Regions from separate parts of the Gossypium arboreum genome. Here region 2 is linked to region 1. A link is a contact called in public Hi-C data. All regions are on one chromosome and are shown on one strand. The core of a region is the stretch at or near the end of the contact, and the rest is flanking DNA. Distances in the headings are between cores, read along the strand shown.

What was found. A called contact is a pair of places that touch in the nucleus more often than the background predicts.
Region 2: a contact with region 1 is called in a Hi-C map of leaf, with 3 times the contacts expected there. The contact joins two enhancer-like sites. A contact is called at or near these places in 2 of 5 Hi-C or Micro-C datasets (both in leaf).

Annotation. Positions count from the first base shown.
Region 1 is chr1:71,762,343-71,769,989 of ASM2569848v2, forward strand. It overlaps the pseudogene LOC128280445. Among protein-coding and RNA genes, the nearest start is that of LOC128281584, 53 kb to the left of the region's middle. Within about 2 kb of position 3,084, at least 1 of the 2 cell types and tissues checked has an H3K27ac peak or open chromatin away from gene starts, as enhancers often do. A contact at or near this core is called in leaf, where this site is marked.
Region 2 is chr1:71,899,456-71,907,102 of ASM2569848v2, forward strand. No RefSeq gene overlaps it. Among protein-coding and RNA genes, the nearest start is that of LOC128282477, 47 kb to the right of the region's middle. Within about 2 kb of position 4,421, at least 1 of the 2 cell types and tissues checked has an H3K27ac peak or open chromatin away from gene starts, as enhancers often do. A contact at or near this core is called in leaf, where this site is marked.

The DNA of each region.
Region 1 (7,647 bases), core at 1,834-4,333:
TACTAGTAATGATAAAATCATTTGTCCCAAACAAATGACCCATGACTATGTTTCATTTTCATAATCCATGTAATGCTAATGAGAGGATACTATTTACTCTTTTTATCATGTTATGATTTCTCTATTGTAAGTGAAGTCATATCATGCACAAGTTATGTACCTAACATACCAACTTTTGGCTCAATACCTCGAGGTCACAATTTTTCAATATATCTAAGTAGATGAATCATACACACGTGGTCATCCACTTACTCAAGATTTGAGTAAGTCATGCTATGAACATTACAAGTGAATTATTCCATAAACAAATATAAGACTAATTCAATTTGGGTTTTGTTCGATGTATTATCAATCCAGAAAATTATATCTATGTCTTTGATTTTGGGAGTCAGTCTAACTACGATAGCCAAGACAAGTTATCCTCAATCGGACTTATGAATGACATAATATTCCTAGGATGAGTAATTTGCTCAATCTAACGCCGTCGACTACGGACAATTAGATTACCTACAAATACAAGTTGTCTTCTTGCATTATAATCTAACCATATAATGAAACTTAATATTAATTGGTTTGGTTAAGATATGCTAGATTCCACCAAATATACAAATGGAACCTAACCATACATGTCCTCCAATTATATCTTCCAAATCATCCACACTAACAATCCACCCTTCGCCTCCAAAGGGCGATTTTAGTAAATAACCAAATATAACACTTGGGCTAAGAGTCAAGTTGGTAATTTTCTTACATCTCCCCTCCGGAGCCCGGTATCGTATACGCCCCAAAATAAAGAGCCTTGAATACTAGAAGAAAAGCACCTATACCTAGCAAAATTAAGTGAATACCCAAAATTGTGGTCATTTTATTTCTATCTTTCCATACATAACTGAAAATGGAAAAGATTCTTTAAGAGTTTCGGTCTCGAAGTGTATGATAAATACCGCCAAAGCCCAATACAAGAGAGGAAATTAAGTGAAGTACTCAGATACAAAGTATGGAAAGGTGTCTATAACTTCTCCGCCAGGACCTAACCCCTGACCTAGAGTAGCTAGGTGGGAAGTAAAATTAATCCTTGTTCGTACATGGGTTTTTCTGGGACAAAATGAACCACTTCAAATAGGTTCATTGCTCCGGCCCACTCTAGGTAATCAATGAATCAATATTTTCTTACACATTTTACTTGCAAAAACCAATAAACATATAAAAAAGTATTAAATGTTATAAAAAAATATTAAATGATAATGTGATAATTTTTATTTATTCAATGAGTTGAAAAGAAAATTACTAAGTAAACTATGATGAAATTATTGCAGGAATTTCACGAATCTTAATAGAAACAACCTTGAATCCCATTCAACCGGTCATCTAATCCTCATTTAACTTCAATAGTGACTACTCCTTACCGAATTCTTTCACCTCACAGTTTGGATCGATGAAAAAAACTTCTAAAAGTGTACAAGAAACTCTAAGACTTAATATACTATTATTTTTGAAAAGTTTTTGTGAAAAAGTAGTTTTGGGAAGTTTAATTTAAGATTGTATACATTTAGTATTATTATTAAAAATATTGAAAAGTTGAGTATTACTTTTAAAGTAAAAGTAAGTTAATTTAAATAATATTTAAATTTGTTAATATGATATATGAAATATGAACTTTAATAATTTTAAAATTAATACAAATTATTTATAAAATTTAATTTGAATATGTAAATCATATTTGAGATATTTAAATCACACATAAACATAATTCTTGTAAATTAATAAAAATTTATTAGTGATGGAATAATTTATTTAAATTTAAGTATAATTATTTTTGTGTCTTTATCATTTTACCACAATATCATTTTATTATTTTGATATTAATAAATATTCAAATTAGATTGTATTACAAATATAATAAAATAATTTATGACAACTCATTGTTAATATTATAATATGAAATATAAATTTTAAATATTTTTAAGTAATTAATATTATTTATAAATTTTAATTTGAATATATAAAATTTCTACCGAAAACATTTTATGGTGGCTACCAAGATAATTTCTAACTTAGATTTAAGGATGAGATTTAAGCATATTTATATATGTATTTTTTTAATTTTAAAACTATTTTTAAATTTATATATTTTGTTTAAAGTTTAATTTTTATAATTTTCTAAAAGTTTATATATTTTAATTTTTAGAATTTTAGAATTCTATTTTTGAGAAAAATAATATTATTAATAAAAATCGTGAACAACAAGAATACAAAGAGATGACATATAGTACAAACAATAAAAAATACACTACAAACTAATGCTCTAATGTCATGCTTGTGGAATAATTTTGAAAGAGAGAAACAAATTGATAGTAACCGCAACACTAAAAGTATTCATAAACAAACTAAAGATGCATCGCATTGATCAAATTGTTAAAAATTACATCCTAACCCTACCACTATCAAATTAAGAGCCCTAAGGAACCTATCGCATCAATGATGCAGAAGGCAAGTCTTAAATGACTTATTCTCTTCTTCATCATCTTGGATTTCAATTTTAGAAGCACTATCATTGTCTTCTATAATAATAAGAATCTCTAAGAACAATTCCTAATAAATCTAGTGACATGCTTACCTTAACATATCTCATAAGAAACTAATAATTAAAATTAAAACCACCAATGCTTTCGGAGAAATAAAATGGACAAAACAAAACCACGAAAATATAGCAAAAACAAAACCTCAATATTATGGATTGAAATTAAAAGAAAAAAAGGAAAAAAAATCAGAGAATATTGTTGAAGAAGCCGCAACCAGCAATCAGCTCTAAGGTTGGCATTGTCACCCAACAAATTAAAAATTTAGATTGAAAAAATTAAGCGCTTAGGACTTTTAAAAAACTGTTTAACTATAATAGCATAACTCCATTTTCTTTTTAATTTTAAATGATAATTACATATAAATTTAAAATGCCACGGCATCGCATAGAGAAAAGGTGTGACAGAGATATAAAGTTTATGGTGGATACCAATGTGTGAGGAAGTGGTAAGTTGGAGGGCCAAATATAGGATTATGGGTATGGGAAATGAGAATTGCGTAATTGAGAAGCACACGCACATGCAGAAGTTAATAAGAAATACAAGGACAAGGCAATGTCTCGACTGGACAGTGTTTTTGTTATACAATATTGTTTTCTAGGGTGTCTGATAGGGCTGCCGATGCGCTGTGGTTTCCTTGACGGGTCCCAACATTAAATACTTCCTTAGAATTGAATACTCAAGAAACCTCTACCTTTGTCTTATGTATAAACTGTCAATTTTGTAAAACATATGTCTATTTCAATTTTAAAGCGGAATAAATAGTTAGAATGTCTCGATATTAATATTATAGGGCCAGAATTAATTTAACGGAATAATTGAGTTTTTGTATTATTTTTGGGTATAATTACGGGTATTCTCATTGTTGTATGGTTTGAGTATAAACTTGTTTAGATTAAGGGTAATATTCAGGTAAAACCTTCTCAATAATGTTAAGACTTGAAAATTTGAATTTGATCTAAATGCTTGAGAGAAGAAGTCCAATTTCACTTCTTCCAACTACTTATATTATTTGAAAGTAAGTAAATTCTTCGTTAAGAATAAATACGTAAGAGAGCTTTATACTATTGGGTTAAGAGTAATATTAATTATACTTAAAATAAAAGATGAATTTAATCCCTATAATGGGCATTAATAATTTTCGTTAACAAACTATTGGATTCGAAGAAATTTTGTTCCCTTCAAATTAATTGAAGTAGTTTAGTCTTTATACTATTAAAAATAAGCAAAAAAATATAATTGGGGACATTAACTATTTATATTTGTAAAGGTTGATGTGGTGGAATGAGCAAATGATAAAATACATTTATAAGAAACGTCTATACACGTTCATCTTCTATTGATTGAATTTTAAAATTTTGAAAAATATATATAGGACAGAAGCTAAGAACTCAGTATTGGGAGCCAAAATAAAATTATACGATCTCAGAAGGCAAAAAGTAAAAATCATGTTGAAGAAATGGCAATATTTGAAAATTAGAAGGGACTAGAACTAATAATATCCCATTTAACTAAGAAGGCACGTCTACCTGCTCCTTTAATCGGATTAAGATAAATAATATCAAATTAAAATGGAGAAAAATTATAATGAGGACCGAAAGAAAAATCACATCACAAATAATATGAAGGGAGACCAAGTCCCCACAATGTTAAATGCAACATCTGAAAAAGATGCCTCGCATCTCATCTGTGGACCAAAATCCTCAATTTTTTCATTTACCCACCAAGCTTTTAATTCTTAAGGAGTTCAAACAGCTATCCTTATATTGAAGTTAAGGGTTCTTTACATGTTTGAAAAAACACACCCATCAATATCATATTTTTCAGATCTAAGCATTATATTGTTTGTCTCATTTTTTTTTTATTTATCTTTTCCAAACATAAATGGAGGGCTCTCATGTTCCTTTATATCTTCCAATTGTATGGGTATTGTGATAACCACATTGCTCTCATTGCCCATGGATACATAACTTTCTTCAATTCTCTAAAAACATTAAATTTGCTTTTTTTCTTATTGAGTGCTAAATTTTATACAAAGTCAATAAATATTTTTTTTGAATATTTTTCATATATGTTTTACGATTCATGTTCGGGGTTCGTAGCTCCTCCTCTCAACAATATCGTCTCCAATGTTTGAATCTAGATTTTTCTCTTAAGAGTGCAATATACCTTACTATTACATTAAACCACCTGTATAGTATTTGCAATCCTCCTTATATCTTAAATTGCAACCTCTTTCGCACAAAAAGAATTTAATTATATATAATGAAACATTGATACTTGATTCTATATGATTTATTTGGTTCATTTAATTATTAAACATTTTTACTTGGCTCTTATTTTTAAACTAAATATAAAATTAATCGATTTAAGTTTGAATAAAAAATTAATTTCAAATCAATTTGATTTTATATAAATTTAATAAAATTAAATAATAGATTCAAGTCGGGGCAACACTGCATTGATCTAAATAGAGAAAAAAAAATTGAAATAGCCACCAACTCACCCCGTAAACAGGTAGAGAAGTGAGATAGAAAGGTAGCTTTCAAGCCACCTAATGGGAAAGTGAGATGAGGAAGTGCAAGATGGCGACCCTTTTTCCTTATGTGCCCACAACACACGAATCAACGCCTCGCAAACCTGCCATACATAGCTCAACCCATCACTCTTCACCAATAAACCTTATCAATTTCTACTTGTAGACAATTAGGGTTTCTTGAGATGCTGAATTTTTGTTTTTGACTTATCATCACCCTTACAATGCATGTGCTCTCACTTATGTTATTTGGTATTTTGGTCCATATTTAGAATTAAAATTATCTATTTTTTAAGGGGAGGGAGTATTCGGTTATCCGTATTTGAATCCTCAATCCAATGTCAATTAAAACATCAATTAAGCGAAAAGCTTCTACCAAAATGGGTTTGCAAATGTATTTGTAATTTTCAAAGATGTCCAATTAATAACATGAAAGGATTAATGGAGAAATGGGACCTTTAATTAATAAATTTTTCAAGTGCATCCTTCCAACAACAAGTACATATTATAATGGCAATTGCACCTTTTGGGTTTCGACAGGTCAAGTTGCAAACAGTAATGCGAAAGAAAAGTATGATTATTCAAGAACAATTAATATAGATAATTCAGAAAAGAAAAAAGATAAAGCTAGTTAGAACAGCTTCTTTTTACATTCATAATTCTCTTGTATGTTTAAAATTTTAAATATAATAATATCTTTTCACACAACAAAATAAATTAACTATTAAAAATATTTTTATATATTATAATTAAATTTAAATAAAAATATATTTTATTAGTAATTGAAAAATAATTTAAAACTATTTGTGCTATACTAACCCCAAAATTATTAGGTCAAAACCCAAGGTCAAGCTTACCTCAACAAATGATAACTAACCGTGTTGGAATACACTTAAAAATCAATCATAAGAAGATCATAATAGCGAACTAATTTACTTTGTTTTATTAATAAATACATTCTCATTATTATATACGTTCTTTATTTACGTGTATAAAATAAACTGATTAATAATATTGTCCCTAGAATAATATGATTATTATTAAATTGTCATTAATTAATTATTATTGTAGGCTGAGACACAATAATACATTGAGACTAATGTGTAGTTGATTGATAACAAGATGTTGTCATGGGTATATAGTGAGTCAATGCATGGGTAAATGTTAGAAGAACAATGTAAAAGATTAACCCTCCATGAAAATGCTTCTTGGAATATTATGTAATAGTTCCAATAATTCTTATAGTGATAGTGGTATATGTGATCCTTCGACTTGAGGTATCTATAATTTCAACATCTTTGACATATTCAAATATTTTACGTAATTGGATGAACTATAAGTTGGAAAAATTATTTATGAAAAATGGTTTTATGGCACAATGAAACTTTAAAATTTTTTTTTATAAAAACGGGTATTTGATTGTGATATCTATAGTAATAAATTTAACCAAATCAAGTACTCGTATTTCCAAGCTAGGGAATCTTATCAAATTTTGGATCTAGCAACAAGACCCTCCTGACTTTCAATTGAATGATATTCTTCACTATTCTTGAACTCTTGGATGCTATGAGAGTGGGCTCTTATCAAGAACCGAACACAAAATGAAAACCGTAACTTTCTAGTGGGTAAAGTTAACTTTCTCTATGGGGAAACCAAAATAAAAACTTTGTAATCATAAATTTGAATTATAATTGTTAGGAAAGTTACAATTATAATCTCACAGATTTAAATATCGATTACTCACGAAAAATACGTTTTTAGCCTAAATAAAATTTCACTAAATTTTGGCATAGTATCCTCATTTCAGTTTTGTATACATTCGACTACCACATTGTTCCTATTTATAAGGAAAAATCACAAGAGTTTTACTAAAATAGTAAGAGAGGAAAAATATGATATTTTAATAGAAAACCAAGAGTTCTACCAAAACTCTAGTGTGGTGGTTGGCACACACACACACACTTAGATTCTAATTTGTATTCAATTGTGTCTTAAGTTTGGACTATATTCATGCAATATATTTCTCATTAGTCATTTTCATTCATTTATCATATCGATTTTAATTTGCAATTCATTTAGAGTTGTGTTGAGTTAGCAGATGGGTTGGTAACACATATATAATTAGGGCTTAAATACTTGTTAATTAAGTTTCGACTCTTCATCTATTACTTACAACATTATTTAGTTATGGAGTCAATACACTAAAATTACCATGATTGACTTTGTTATATACCATTATGAAAGCAACCTAGATTTATGCTCTATCTAATGACCTTGTCACTAGTATGTTGCCTTCTTAGAATATGCTTAATCTTCTTAGGTTAAATTCGTTCACCCAATATGATCTTATTTCATCTCATGGTTACCATTGCATCTTCCACGATAAAAAATAGTAATAACAATAATTCATCCCTGATGAATGACTCATGTTCACGTTCCTTTTTCATAATTCAAACAATGTTAGTGAGAGGATACCATTTGCTCTGTAATCGAGCTATGTATTTCATTATTGTAAGTGAAACCATGTCAGGC
Region 2 (7,647 bases), core at 3,171-5,670, 140 kb after region 1:
TATCAAAGATCCTTCTCACTTCATCTAGGAAGTGTTAATATGTATCGAGATTTGAGAAGTCTGTATTGGTGGCCTAGAATAAAGAAAGAATTAACAAAATATGTTTAAACATGTTTGGCTTGGCAGCAAATTAAAGTTGAACCTCAAGTTCCCTCAGGTAAACTATATCTTTTGGAGATACCTAAGTGGAAGTGGGATAAGATCACCATGGATTTTGTATCGAGCCTTCCTCTCAATCCTTCAAAATGGAATTCAGTTTGGGTGATTGTGGATCGACTCACTAAAACAACTCATTCTGTGCCCGTATACGCTAATTATTCATTGTAAAAGTTGGTCAAGCTCTATGTATTTGAAATAGTATACTTTCATAGAATGCCTAGTTTTAGATCGAAATGTGAGGTTTACATCGAGGTTATGGAAGCAACTACAAGAATCGTTGGGCACAAAATTACGATTCAGTACTGCCTTTTATCCTCAATCAGATGGTCAGTCTGAAAGAGTGATTCAAGTCTTGGAAGATATGCCGAGAACCTATATGATAAATTTTGGGATAAATTGGGGAAGATATCTTCATTTAGAAGAATTTGCATATAATAATAGTCATCACGCCAGTTTGGATATATCACCATTTGAGGTTTTGTATTGAAGAAAGTGCCAATCACCCACCTGCTGGCTAGAGCTTAGTGAAAGGAAATTGGTTGCTCCAGAATTGGTGTGAGAAACAGAGGAAAAAGTTACTATCATTTGCAGTGATCTAAAGCTGCCCAAGATCACCGAAAAGCTTATGCTAACTTAAAAAGGAAGGAGATCTCATTTGAAGTGAGTGATAAACTGTTCCTAAAGGTTTCTCCTTGGAAGAAAATCATAAGGTTTGATTAAAAAAGAAAGTTAAGCCCACGTTTCATTGAACCGCATGAGATTTTAGAACAATTTAGGCCAGTGGCATATAAGTTGGCATTACCACCAAAATTATCATAGATTCATAATGTATTTCATGTGTCTATGTTAAAGAAGTATAGCCAAATCTGTCTTATGAAAAGGAACCTGTTTGTATCTTAGAAAAAGAAGTAAAAGAGTTAAGGAATAAGAGGATCCCACTAGTAAAAGTGTTATGGAGAAATCACAATAGAGGAGAAGCTACATGGGAAAGTAAAATTTTGATGAAAGAGCAGTATCTTCAACTTTTTCACAGGTATGAATTTCGAGGATGAAATTTTCTAAGTGAGGGAGAATAGTAACATCCCACCTATTGGAGACTCAATATCAAGTAATCGTTTCATGTATAAGTTAGTTAAGTTAATGGTAGAATTGAGTAAGTAAAATATTTAATTTGACGGAGTAGTACACTCTGTGAGATTCGACAACTGGCGAACTCTAAGGTTTAGCGAACACTTCTGTTAAGTATCCGCCCATCCCAAATGTTTTGGGTGAACTCATTAAGTTCGCAATTCGATAGATATATTTCTATATTTAGTCCACATTATGATGACTTAGTCATACTAGGGTTTCGTTTAATCCTAGTTAGAATTGAACTAGAATACTATAGATGACTAGACTTGAAACTTATTAAGTGCGTTTCATCACGAGAATCAAGGGTGTTAGTGGAATTATCTCATTTTTCCACTACACCTTGTCGTCGTTGCATGAGTATATAAGGATAGCGTTGGCCATTAAGAATTACCTTTACATATTTTCCTTCTTCCTTGAATTATTCTATAACTTTATGAAAAACCTTAATATATAGAGCTTCATCGAAGAGGGTTCATAGAATTTGGCTAACACCTATATTTGTACCAACTTATTGGTGATTTCTGGTACACCCTTAGGTTATTATCGAAGAAATTCATGTGTTTATTGTATTACATGCTTAGACTTTAGAATTGTTCGTGAGGAAGGAAACTTCATGATTCTGGATTATTCATTACCGAGTCTTGCATACATGTTCAGTTTTGATAATTTAATGATATGATAAGAATATTTATCTTTCTTTTAACTCAAAAAGTTAACAAAGGTCCTAGCGATAAGAACAAAGGACTTGCTATATAGATCACTGTACTAGAGTTTTTGGTAAGTTCATTCTTACTTTTATGTGTTTTAAATTCCATTGTTGTATAAATTTTATAAAGTAAGTAATCCCTCTTAGTAGCGGGTGAATGATGTTTGTATGGGTGGTGGTAATTTAGTGTCATCAGTATGAGTATAGTCTGTCTGTGTTTTGAAGTAAATACCATCATTTTTGCTCAAGCTAGTACCATTTGTGTATGATGTATGTGGTGTGATATGTGGTGATGAAGAAGGGGGATATGTTTGTGATGCCTCTAGTAGTTACATTGCAAACTGGATTGGCAAATCACATGAAAACATGCTTATCTGAACAAAAATGATATGAAGAGTTAAGGAAGTGTATGAATATGAATACGACTATTTGATATGCTTCTAATTCTAAGTTTCTGGATACATGGCTGGCATGAGGATAGGTTATCTATTCGTTATGGTTAAGTTGGCATTTAGTAACCGCCCTTATGTCGTATTAAGTTTGCATGTTGTGTTCATCTGTATGCGGTTTACGCCATTCGGTGTATTATGATTTTATTTTTTAAACCCTTTTGACAGGTCTGGTATTACCTTGGATACTGTTGTAGATGATTTATATGTTCTTTCCTTGTCTTTGAACTCACTAAGTTTGTTTGAACTTACTCGGTTATCTTTTCCTTCTTATAAGTGTTAATTGAAGGAAGAGAACTTTGAAAGGACTACACTAGAGAACTATTGATTGTGAGCCTTTTGTTATTTTTTTGTATCATGCATTCTATAGGCAAGGTGGCATGTAGAATTGTTTTGTATCAAATCTTGTAACGAATCACAATTTTTGTTAGGCTCTGTTTTATGAAACTTTTGTTTGCTCCAGTTATATATGTAAGTGTTTTGACCCAATGAGATGGTATATGAGATAATATTTTAGGTGTGAACACCAAATTGTTTGAACGTTGTTCAAGCTACCAATAATGTACATTGAAACTTTTGTAAAGGGAATAACTTTATCGAGTTTCATAAGGCTTCCGCTAAATGTTTTGTTTAAAATGTTATTTTCTTGTCGTATAAATAATTTGATTGTTTTGTCATTATCGTATTGAGGACTACACCAATATCCTAAGTTTAAATAATTTTAAATACCTTTGTTAAATTCTTATAATTTTAAGTATACCATACTCGGACCCAATCATCGGGTCGAGTAAGGTGTGTTACAGAGAACATTTACTCAAACACCTTGTATACGTTGCTTTCTTGTGGCTCTTCTGTTCTTTCATTGCTCTTTCGTCTTTGAGTTGCTTTTGCTTTACTTTTGATGCCTTAGAATTTTTATTGAGAATTCTAACTTTGCGAGAGTTAGACTGGCTTAAGCTGATTTGAATCCAATAAATCTCCTAAAGCCGCACAGATTGTGAGACTAAAGTTCTAGTCCCATGACAGCACCCTATGATTAGAACAATTGAGATTATATTTAACATGTCGGATAAGATAATTTAATTATATAAAAATGTACTCATATAATTAATCTAATTTGATAGGGTTGAAATTTAGACACGATATATATGCTTGCTTGACCAACATATATAATGGATTTGATTAAAATAATGTGAAATATATTCACGTATTTTAATTGAGATAAAATTTATTTTATTAAATTTATTGAATATAATATTTAAAAATTTGGTTAAAGAGATTTTAATTTCCTTGTTATGCTAAATGTGTTTGTTTATTAAAAATAATTTTGAATAAATTGAGATACTATTAGAAATGAAATTGTATGAAACTTTAATTTTATGTCATCCCTATCCTTTTCCAATAGAAAATTTTGAAAAATCTGATTTGTCATTATCATATTAGAAAGGGATAGAGATGATGTGGAATCACAGTTTTATATAGTTCTTTCTTATACTTTTATCCCTTTTCCTTCCTCCAAAATTATCAAGCTAGCACTGAAAAGTAATTTTTTTGTTTTGAAAAAACTCTTTGAATAGTTCACGAGAGAAAATTCTTTTGTTCAAGCCTAAACGATAAATGTTGTGGTTGTAGTTTGATATCTCTATAGTGACAGTGCTATTTGAAATGGATTTTGCATTCGGATCCACCGGAGGTTTAAATTAGTCTACATGGAAAGAAAAGAAGGCATATTTTGAACCCTCTTTATCCCGGATCCGTCATCTCATACATGAACCCATGGTGTGGTTTCACCAAAATTTTATTTTTCATTGCGCCGGTGGTGCTTAGGCAACCTAACAGGTGACACATAAGACAAACACATATAGCTTTCAAGGGCTAGTAGGACCACATACAAGCACTTGCAGTATGCAGATTGACACCTGATGCAACTCATCTTCTAACCTCTACAATGTACCTTGTGTTGGCTGAGAGCATAACTGGGGGACCATAAATCAGTCCATTCTTGATCCCTAAGGCAAATAAACTCTATAAAGGTCGTAGGTAATACTATCTTCCTTTACTGTTACTTTTCACTTTATTAAAAATTTACTTAACGTTTATAACCTTCATTGACTTAATAATCAGAGAGTGCCCGAGAATACATACTCCAGCATCACTTAACTTACCATCTTCTTACAAATGTTCCTCATTCATTGGCGCTCACCAAATTCTAGCCCAAGCACAAGTGAGCCCATCATCCATCAGTTTAAATTCATAAAACTCTTATTCAAGGACTAGCACCACAGTAGTGGTAGCAAAAAGCCATAGTCACCTGGATTTTAAATTGCACCATTATATAGGAGAAGATTGGGTCATCTGTAATTAATATTTTTCCGAGCAGCATCTTTATTTTGTTTTGTAGATGTCAAATTCATTGGATTTGAATATTGAAAAAAAATAAAATAGGCTATCCCATTCATTCTATAATTTCGGACCTCTTTCAACAAGGTTTGAAACTTGCTTGAAATTTAAATTTTAAGGCTAAAATGCTTAATAGGTATCCTTCAACTTCGTTATTTTATATAAATAAGTATTTAAAATTTTAATATATCTGAATAAGTTCTTAAGCTTAATTTTTATCCTAATAAATCCTTTATTTTTAATTTGTATCCAAATAAATCTCTAATTTTTAATTTATACTTAAATAACTGTTGACATGAATACATATTTCGGCTAAACTAAGTACACATCAAATGAAGGAGCTTATATGGGTACAACAAAAGTAAACAAGTTGAAGGCCAATTTTTAATATGAAAGTTGTTCCCTTAAATATTAGGTAAGTTTAACGGATAGAAAGTGTTATTTTCCTTAATACGTATGGCATTCGTATTTAAAATATTCACATATTTAATAATTTAGGTGTGTTTTTTATATTTATATAATTAAATATAACTAATTTTTGAAACTAATGAATAGTAATTAGGGTCAAGTAGTTTTGAGATCAAAATTTCTTTGTCTAAACTCAATTAGGTCACGAGTATTGAATTAAGTTGCACGGTGCCCAAACCTTGAGAAGCTTATTCAAGGGTGAAATTAAAGATTCTTTTAACAATAAAATTCTGAGAAATTAAAATATAAATTTTTGGGAGGTTAAAGTGTATTTTTCTTTGTAATTTAATTATTTATAAGCAGCTTAAATAATGTTTATTTTTTATTTGAGAAGATCAAGATTCTTGCTTACCTTTTAGATTTTATCCTCGACCTACTTAATAATTTGTGTTATGATTTTTTTTATTTTAGATATATTTTGATGGGATTGTTGAGCCAGATAATTAATTATATTTGTAGTTATTTAAGCTATATTAATTGAAATTTCAGTTATAGCTTGTAATATATATATATATATATATATATATATATATATTCAATAAATCCATTCAACTCAAAAACATTAAAAGAAAAACAACCACCAATTTGAAGGGTCCCTTCCAAACCACACCTCTGCCGCTATGACTTTAATGGCAAATAAGGTGTTAAGCATGAATGAAGTGTGCTTCTCTTATACATGCATATAATGACAACTAAAAAAGCACAAGAAATTATGAGTTAGAGAGAGAAGAAAGGAACAAGACAACGACATGTCATGTAATGACAACTAAAATTAGGAAGAATTATAAGTGAAGGCATGCAGTTGAGAATAATTGCTAAACCAACGACTCCAGCATGGACCAATACATAACAGTCCCTTGTTTTTTTTTTTTTGAGTGAATCCAAGATACACTAATATAATCATTAAATTAGTTCAATTTATATTCCTCGTGCAAAATCTAATTTTTTTTTCTAAAAAAATAAATAAGGATTTTTTATCATAATTTTTTTACTATTTTAACCGTTTTTTATTAATATTTATCATAATTTATTGTGAAAAAAGAACTTATATATGTAACTATAATTAATTTAACTCGTCGATTTTTATGTTTGAAGTACATTACTCGACTTGAAAAGAAAGGAAAGATCAAAAAGCCATTGGTTTAATGACAATTGGGAATTAACAACATGTATATGCTTATTCAAGTGTTGGCATATTATCAAGTTCAAGCCATTTGAAATCATTTATCTTTTTCTTTAAAGATGTAATGTAAGTTTTATTATAACAAAAAGAAAAAGGAAAGGAAACACTTACCTCTCTCCTTAAAGATGTAATGTAAGCTTTATTATTAAAAAGAAAAAAGAAAGGAAACGGAGGCAAAGGTGAAGGTGGTGGTGGAGCGTAATGGTGACTAAAGGGGGGGTTTTTGGCTCTTTAAAATTCTGCGAAAATTTTATTTCTTTTCTCTTAAATTTTTTAAAAAATTCTTATTAGGTCCCAAAATTTTAAAAATTTTCATTTCTCCCTTGAATTATTTTTAAAATTTTTAATTAAGCTCTTCAAAATTTTGAAAATTTCTATTTACCTTTTAATTTGTTTTGAAAATTTTAATCAAGCTTTCTAAAATTTTGGAAATTTTGATTAATCTTTTAAAAATTAAAATTTTAATTAGACCTCAAATTTTTTTAAAATTCTCATTAAACTTTTAAAATTTTAAAAATTTTAATAAACCCGTGAAAACTTAAATCTTAAGATCCGCCGTTGAAAGGAAAGGAAAGAAAAACATATCCGTCTTTCTAATCCATTTCACTTACAATTCTTTTTGGTATAATATTGTAATTTTCATTATTAACATGTAATACAGTATGACTTTTATTAAGTAATGTCTTATGATAATTAATTTGATTATTATTTGCAATAATTAGTTTTTATTGCATGATTGATTGTATTTATTAAAAGAATATATTAAAATAAATATTTATTTTTATATTCTACATATAATATGATAAAGAAATGATAACATAGTAATTTGCAACTAAAATATTCGAAAATTAATAAGTAATATTTAGTCTACTTAAGCCCATGCATTTTGTATAAACAATATACACATAAATTTATATTGAAAGATTATAAATAAAATAAATAATAATAAATTTAAGACGCTTGGATGATTGAAATTTTGATATCTTGAAGGATTGATTTATATTAAAATAAAATTGTTGTTATATGTGTTAATTACCTTATAAATCTAATTTAATGTATTTTATGATATTCATAATAATAATTCTAATGCATTAGAAGTAAATAATTAGATTTGAATTTAATATGTAAATCCTTTCTAACAAATATTTATA